Linked DNA regions of Xenopus laevis: region 1 is linked to region 2. A link is a contact called in public Hi-C data. All regions are on one chromosome and are shown on one strand. The core of a region is the stretch at or near the end of the contact, and the rest is flanking DNA. Distances in the headings are between cores, read along the strand shown.

What was found. A called contact is a pair of places that touch in the nucleus more often than the background predicts.
Region 1: a Hi-C map of the XL177 cell line shows a contact between it and region 2, with 3 times the contacts expected there. A contact is called at or near these places in 3 of 4 Hi-C or Micro-C datasets (the XL177 cell line, the XTC cell line and animal cap).

What each region holds. Positions count from the first base shown.
Region 1 is chr3L:81,108,118-81,112,666 of Xenopus_laevis_v10.1, forward strand. It overlaps celsr1.L (cadherin EGF LAG seven-pass G-type receptor 1), which reads left to right. Exons shown (of 35, transcript XM_041586446.1): 35 at 1-428. Among protein-coding and RNA genes, the nearest start is that of trmu.L, 26 kb to the right of the region's middle.
Region 2 is chr3L:80,990,832-80,995,323 of Xenopus_laevis_v10.1, forward strand. It overlaps celsr1.L (cadherin EGF LAG seven-pass G-type receptor 1), which reads left to right and starts at 2,931. Exons shown (of 35, transcript XM_041586446.1): 1 at 2,931-4,492. The coding sequence starts at 4,230.

The sequences.
Region 1 (4,549 bases), core at 1,579-4,078, 120 kb after region 2:
CCTATCTCTTTGGAACTGTACCACGGAGCCTTTATGTCGGTATCCAACCCCACCTCTCTCAAAATATGCCCCGTTAACTTGTCTCAAAATTATTCTATAATCCAGTGCTTTTTTTTTAAAACATTTTACATTTTACAACATCATTTTTTTTTCATGTCCATTGGGTTATGTTGGTTGTCCCATCGCTGGGATACGTATCACGGCTGTCTTTCATTGTGCCTTACAATTAATACAAATAGCTGTTGAGGGAACCTTCATCCCAAAGGTTTTGTTCATTTTGGCTTTTTATTAAGTCTTCCTATTGTCCCAAGTTGCAAAAAAAAAAAAATTTTATAAAAAAAACATATGAGGTTATACACTGGAAATGTATATTTATTGATGTACTAAAAAAAGATGGGACGAAAAAAAATTAAAAGCAGAATTTCTAACAATGTGGTTCCTTTTACTGAAGTGTTCTAAAACAGGCTTTTGTTCCCATGGTTTGCAGCATTGATTTGTGCATGTGGTTTTGGGTCACATCATCCAGGGTTGCAAAAGCAGCAAAACTGTAAACAAATGTTGTTCCCATGGCATTGAAGATATTTTAGAATCAGTCATTTTGATACCTTGCAAAAAACATATGGGTGGGCCCAGTCCAGAGCAACTGATCAGCAGAATGTTTTTGATGGAATTAGGGCTCTTACACGCGGGCGGTTTTTCCCGCACTCCCCTGCATCGCACTTTCTTCCGTTCAGCCGCAGTACATACTCAATTATTGAGAAGGGGGCTGTACTCACACAGATGCATGTATGTGCCAGACACAGGTGAAATGCAACATTCTGCGTCCCACCTGCGTTTGGCACTTTACATGCGTCTGTGTGTCTCACCTGTTGTGGGGAAAATGGCCATTGTGAAGTGTGACCATTTAAAAACTAGATTTGTACCAGTGTAAAGGTGGCCATACGCAGGCTGATAAAAGCTTCCAACATTGTCTTATTGTCCCAATCGTACAGGTTTAAGAATCCCATTGTAGTGAGGACCAAATCAGCTCCCTGATGTAGTCCTCTCTCAAACCCAAAATGGCTTTATTAAAAACAGATCTGGAGTTAAAAATATTAGGGCTTTGATCCATATTTTATTTTTTGCCAAAAAGCATAAAATTCCCAGTTCTATTCTTAATATTGATGCTGAGAAGGCATTTGATAATATAACATGGAAACATCTATTTATGTGCCTTCAAAAATTTGGTATCACGGGCCCATTTTACCAATATATCGAATGCCTCTATAAAAGTCCCAAAACGCAAATATTCTTGGGGGGAGCTAAGTCATCACCCTTTGAAATATTTAAGGGTACGAGACAAGGCTGTCCTTTATCGCCCCTTTTATTTAATATTGCACTAGAACCATTAATTTGTTTCATTGATTTGTCTAAATTGATTAAGGGAATTTCCATCAATAATAAACAACTCAAGGTTTTAGCCTTAAAAAAAAAAAGAAAAAAAAAAAGAGATCTGATCGTTGGGCCCTAGGGCCCACAATCAAGTCAGCCCAATATCACGCACCTCAAGGTTGGCATGCAAGGAGAGATACGCTTGTTTGGTGACCTTGTCAAACAAGCAGATCTTTGCATGTATGGCCAGTGTAAACAAGATGTTTTTTACACCGGAGACTTAGCGAATTATGAACCAATGACATGATACCTGTGTTATACCAGATATTTAGGACATTAGATATTTAGGACATTAGGTCAAAACACTTTGGAACCTCACAAGACCTTTGACCCCACAGTCGCATTCTTAAAGACAAGAATCTGAATTATTTCCCACAAGAAGAGCAAACAGCAGTTTTGATAGGGAGCTGGTTTAGACATTAAGAGCCACATTTTATTTAGGGTTAGTCCACATGAGGAGATTCTGGGAGATTTAGTCGCCTGGCTACTAAATCGCCTCTTTTTCTGGGCGACAATCTCCCCAAACTGTCTTTGCGTGCCTTCCCATCCGCTATAATGAAAAGTTGCCTGTGCTTAAGCACACACGGCGCTTTGTTTTGCGAAGTCGCCCGAAGTTTCCTTGTGAGCCATTATAGCGAATGGGAAAACACACAAAGGCAGTTCGGGAAGATTGTCGCCCAGAAGAGGCGATTAGTTGCCAGGCAACAAAACCTCCCCAAATCTCCTTGTGTGAACGAACCCTAAAGGTCGAATTTCGAATTCATGTGAATTTGTTTTTTAAGAAAAAATTAGAATGTCTTATATTTGATTGATCCAAATGGCTCAACGGACCTCAGCCATTGACTTGTACATGAACTCAACAGGTTTTAGGTGGCAAATATTTGAAAATTAGGACTGTTTCCATGGTCGAGGTGTGATAAAATTTGAATGTGTGACAGTCAAAAATTTGAATTTACTATTCAACCCTTGATAAATCTGCCTAAATTTAGACTATTGCAGTAACAGACATGATGTAGTTATGCAGAGCTCCCATCTATGGCGGCTTAGTAACCTTTTATACTATAGCTAACGTATTTTCTGGGCTGGCTTTTTATTGACATATTCATGTTAATGAACTGAGGGTGGGGATAACAAATAGAATCATTTATGAGCTGTGCCTATAAGCTATACCATTTGCACTAACCTTATCAGTCACCGAAAGTGGAAATACTGGATTTTCTGGATTCAGGTAACACACCTTTTATAGCTTTCATGTCCATTTATTAAAGGATTAGACTTTGTTTTTCAACCTGTACCTGCATCCAGACAGCCACTGACCTAGGTCTGAGTCGTGCCCTTTTCTGGTTAATAACACATAGCTGAAATTGTATCGGGCAGATCATGTTCTCTCCTCTATTGACTCCGAGCCCGGAGTGGAGACAAAAAGGCCGTTACTGGGCTAGTATTTCATACTGCTCTACGTGTGTTACTCGGCTGCTCTGCTATTGTATAACTTCACAATACCAACAGAATCCCATGTACACCGCGGCTACGTGATCACGTCAGGGAAATTTTTTAAGGAAATGAATACAGAAGAATGTTGGATAATACAAGTTATAAATGCCTTCTTTGGGTCATATATTGTTCTTATGATAAATGTAGCGTCTGGTTGAGCAAAACCATATTGAACATTAACAATTCAGGGCATATTAATTATTGTAACTAGGCACCGACAGATTTAAAGACAATGCACCAGTCTAACTGTCCGCACATTACACTAAGTCACTTTCCCAGCCAGCTTGTCCCATTACAGACATTCAGCCTTTGCATCAAACGGTCATTTTGTAAAAGAAAAGTCTTGCCAACTGCCTGGGGCAAATACACTGCCCTGCTCTTTACATTGAACACAAAGCATTTCCTCAGTCAGGGAATAAGAGGGAGTTGGAGTTGATGCTGAGCCAATTCAGTGGCAGTGTTTTTTGGGAAATCATTTCTGCTGTGCAAAGGGGTTGTTCACTATTAAATGAACTTTAAGTATGATGTAGAGAGTGATATTCTGAGACAATTTGCAATTGGTTTGCACTTCGTATTATTTGTGGTTATTGAGTTATTTAACTTTTTATTCAGCAGCTCTCCAGTTTGCAATTTCAGCTATCTGGTTGCTAGGGTTCAGATTACCCACTCATTGCTTTGAATAAGAGACTGGTATATGAATAGGAGAGGAACTAAATAGAAAGATGTGTAATAAAAAGCAGCAATAAAAATACATTTGTAGCCTTACAGAGCATTTGGTTGTTAGATGGGGTCAGTGACCCCATTTGAAAGCTTGTAAAAGTCAGAAGGCAAAAAAAAAAACTATAAAAAGTAAATAATGAAGATCAATTGAAAAGTTGCTTAGAACTGGCCATTCTACAACATTTTAAAAGTAAACTTAAAGGTGAACCACCCCTTTAACACTGTGTCAACCAGTGACACCTTTGCTGATTTAGATATTTTAATAACAATAGGACCGAAAACTAGCCAGCTCCGAATTACTGAAAGACCGTCTCCCATAGACTCCATTTATACAAATAATCCAAATTTTTAAAAGGATTCCCTTTTTCTCTGTAATAATAAAACAGGACCTTGAATTTGATCCAAACTAAGATATAATTAATCATTATTGGAAGCAAAACCAGCCTATTGGGTTTATTTAATGTTTACATGATTTTCTAGTAGATTTAAGGTATGAAGATCTTTTATCTGGAAAACCCCAGGTCCTGGGCATTCTGGATAACAGGTCTCATACCTGTAATAGTAGATGTCTTCATTCTATGGAGTAGTCTATAGTGTGGCTGAACAGAATGACAACAATCTGTTCTTTACAGATACATCTGCTATACTTATAGTTTCACTTTTGAATTTCAATGCACAAAAGGATGGATTGTAGAAAGTAGAAAAGAATGAGCGTAACGTAATTGGACAGCATAAGTGATTGTGTTGCAGGCACCCAGTACACACAGTTAAAGGCATACTGTTATGTTCCTGTGTGATGAGGAACCGCTCCACTGCGATGACCTTAAGAATATTAGTATGGCATCTGAAACAACGATCGGCACACTACGCGAGAGTGAAATTCCGAAACTCTCCATTCATTTTA
Region 2 (4,492 bases), core at 1,681-4,180:
AGCTACCAACACAAAGGAGAAAAAAAAAGTTTAAAATAGAGTAAAAAATAGTTTAATTGCACTAAAAATTGTTAAACCTGTTACAGTAATTGTTTGTATACCTTACATTGATTTGAGCTGAGAATGAAGCTGCATCCCTACAATGACTAGAGTGAATGCAGTGTTTGTTACAAAGCAGACAGTAAGAGAAAACTCCAACATGAACTTAAAAGAAACCCTTTGCTGAGAAATGTGGAATTGTTGGTTTGCACGGCATCACAATGAATTGATTTATGATACAGACCATTGATGGAATATAAAGAAACAAATTCTTGTATGTATTTTGTGACTGATTCAAAAGAGTGCAGACAGAGATACTGAAGATTTTAACAGGTGTTCACATAAAAGAAAGTTGTGTTTTTTTCCTTCACAAATGTTTGCCTAGTGTTCAAAAATACATTTCCTTCAAGCAAATTCTTCTATAATCTGATGAATCGGTGGCCTAGCTGGCAAAAAAAAGCAAAACCAGACACATAATTCCACCACTCTTATGATAATTGGCACACAGACAGTATCTCACATAGCATCACATGCAAACTACTTGCACATTTGTGTCAGCACTGCCCCACAAAAGAATAGTTGTATGCATGCAGGTTGTATTCTGTCATCACATAATTACTTTCTTTTAAAATAATGGCTTGTATTTTTTTCCCTTTTCTCTGACATTGGACTCAAATTCCATATATTTATTCATTTTCAAAGTCCCCCTTTACTCTTCACTGTTATTATTATTATATTATTATTATTATTATTATTATTATTATTATTATTATTATTATTATTATTATTATTATACAAGCCACATACATCTTTAAGCATCAGTGTTTTGATGAGTGTTTCAAATAAAACATAAATGATTTTTCTTTGTCGTTTGGGCTGTGATTCTGATGCCGAGTCTATATCAAGGATATGTTCCAACCAGCAAGACAGGACTTCTCCTGTTTGTTACACAAATTGTGTAATGTATGTTAAAACTTGTGCAATTTCCTTAACTTTCTCAAACAATTATTTTAGTTACGTAAAGAGAGATATATGCATGTATTTTCCCTTAGGGTATTGGCAAGATGGGAGATTTGCCACCTGTGTTTTAATCTGTGCTACCGCAAGTGACAAATCTCCCAGAAATCTTTTCCACAAACCAATAGGAAACCATATGCTGAGCTTCATTTTCTCAAGTCACCCATGATAGCGCAGTATTATGGGTACTGTGCCAGTACCCTTAATAATAACATTGCTGTGCCATAAAATGTTTTTTTTAATGTAAACCCTGTTTGTTGGAAGAGCTAATGAGATTAATTGGTAAGCAAGCCATGACAAATGATCTGATAACTCTGGTTAGAATTTGTAGTTGGCACTAACTGTGAGAAAGATAGGATGAGTGAGGCTAGTTGTCTGGCAGCCGAGAGGAGCTGGCACTGTTTCTAACTAGGACAGTGAGCATCAGAGACAGAATTGTATGTCTGCAGGGAATATATTGGGTATTCTCATAGCCCTGCCTAAAACACATTTACCAAAAATGAGTACAGATGGTATATACTGTCAAGGTTTTTTTTCAAAAACTGCACAATTAAACAATCAATTGCAAAATAGGAGTTGGATGCAACTGCTACAAACTGTGCTGGAGATTACAATTAAATTAACAATTTTAATAAATAGATGCCCATTTACTAAACCTCGAATGTATCTGGTCAAGTTTTTAAAGGGGAAAACTCGATTTTTTTGTGGAAAAAAATGTCGAATTTTTAGAGATTTATTATACCCCAAAGCTGCTAAAAATCCGAATCCCAAAATACTCCATCTCAAACCTATCAAGGTCATGTAGAAGTCTATGGCAGATGTCCCTGAAGTTGCTTCTTGACATTGTGGTCTGCGCTGGGATTTTCATCCAAATAAGTAGAGTTTTTTTCGGCGACAATTCAACAAACATTCAGTTTTTAGAGTGTCAATCGTACATACGAATTGACGCTCAATTTTGTCTCAACGTTTTTTGTTGTGTGCGAAAATAGCGTTGACAGTAACTTGAATTAACAACTTGCGAAACTGTTTTGTGTATATTTTCTCTGCCACCAAAGTTGTAGTGTAATTCAAACACCATTTGCAATTCTTGACATATTTAAAAGGCTTATACACATTCATATACTTATTTACTCATTGCGCAAATAAAATTTGCAATTCTGTTTACATACACTTATTCAGCTTTATAAATGTAACCATGCATAGGGCAAATATATTCACTGTGCGATCTGCCCTGTACAAAGTTTATAAATGAGCCCCACTGAAACTTGTGTATTAAGATAAATAAAATACCCCCTGTTGCAAAATATAAGGATATTATAAGTCACCACAGAATTCCATGACCTACAGCCTCATGTTTTTATATGTAATATCGTTATATTTTTATTAGAGGGTGTACTTTATTCACAATATAATCTGGTTGAACAGCTCTATTTGCAAATAATGGGAACTATATTTTGGAGTTTCTGAGTTCAATGGGTTATGTTGTACAAGTGACATGCACCAATAATAACTGACGACATTACTAAACACCATTTATAAGATTATATTATAGAAGTTATTATAAAGATATTGTGCATTATAACCAGGATGGCTTTAAGGTAATTGTGGGCCCAGGACAAACCCTTTGGTGGGTGCCCAGAGCCCTAAGATTTTTTTTGTAGAGATTTTATTTTGCATTTTAATTTTAACAATGCAATGGGGGAACTGCCCCTGTGAAAGGTAGGAAAGAAAGGGAGAAAGAAGTAAGGAGAGAAGAGAAGGTAGCCCTAATAAATGTGTGACATAACTATCCTTAGGCAGGTGTAGATAAATATAAAGACAAGGGCAATAAATAACGAAACCAAGAACCTTGGGGAAATGTAAAATCAATAGATTAACAAAGAAAATAGAAATTTTGATGCAATGTTTATTTTTCAGTTGATTAAGATAAGGGGTCTGCCATTGTGGGATGTTTCAGTGAAAGAATTGTCCGGCAATAGTCTGATGGTGGTGATCCTATCCTGATGGGATATCAGAAATGCCAATCTATTAAAGGGCCCTGATATCATATAACATTATGGGGAATCACAGATGGATTACTTCTTCGCTTCGCATTGCAACTAGCAGTGTCATTGCCTCGTACAATCAGCAGGTGGCATCAGAGGACCTTCCAGGTACCATTACAATCCTTCCACCAAGCACATGGGTGTGTCTGACCATCCCTTCTCGGAGGCCGCTCTAGTGGCGTTTCCATGGTGACGGGTTGCACGCTTCTCTCCACGTTATGAACAATGCATTTAAATGGGGAGAACAAAACAGCCCTTCCCCTGAGTCCGGGGCAGGAGATCCATTCTACAAGTATTTCTCGAGACTTTTTCGAAGTTAGAATTTATAATTCATTAGATTTACAAAAATTGTTTTTTTCTTGAAATACTTGTATTGAAACAAACTCCTGTTGCTGTTGATTCGAAAATCGGAGTAATAAACTGTCAATAATTTGGTGCTACTGACTGCCACCCTCCTTGCACTTGCCACTAGCAGCCCCAGGGGGCACGCTCCTAGGAAATGAGGCGATGGCTTGGCATTGTGTCGGGGTGTAATACAGAGGGTTTAGGACTCACAAAGAGCTGCCGCTGTGCGCTAGTGATGCTGCCAGTGTGCGGGGTCAGACCAGCCGGAACACGCTGCGCGGCGGAGGGGGCGGGGGTGAGGAGGCTCAGAGCGATGCTCCAGGCGGAGGAACAGGTGGCAGCGCATCCAGTGAGGGGGAAGCCCACAAATCCATTCAGGAAAGACCTGTAGCGCAGCTTTAGGGTGGACGTGTGAGGGAAAGTTCCAGTGACCCCTAAAGAGTCCATACACGACGCGGTAGCTGCTGCTCCTCTGGAAGTTCTACCCCAGCCCGTGGAGTAGCCATCCCTTTGCGTTCCCGAGGTGCCACTGCCAGTGTTCGGGGACAGCAGACAGAGGGCTCCGCGCAAGGACAACGAGGAACCCGCCCCCGGCAGGGCGCACAGACAGGCAGCAGGTTTATGCTAATCAGGACCGAGGGGGAGGAGAAGGCGGAGGAGAGGGGAGCGGCGCTGGCCAAGGGGGTTGGAGCCATTTTGAAATCACTTTTAAACTTCCCGTGGGATAAGAAGTCAAGTTGGGGCGAGTGGCCCTGATGCCGCCCCTCAGGCCGCTGTGAGGAGATGTGGGCGCTGTGTGTGGGGATCACTGTGCTGGGGCTGCTTCAGCTCACGGGGGCTCTACCAGTTCACCTCTATCCCGGGGGAGCCAACCTGTCCTTGGGAGCGGACTGGACTTACCTCCTGGAGAACAACTCAACGGCCATTGCATTGAGCCACCTGGGGGAGCTGAGCTTGATACCCGGGGCGAACTGCTCGCATGTGTTCCCGCTTCCCGCATCCCTCCGTGTCACCTCCCGCAAGGACCGGACCGTCCTATCCATCCG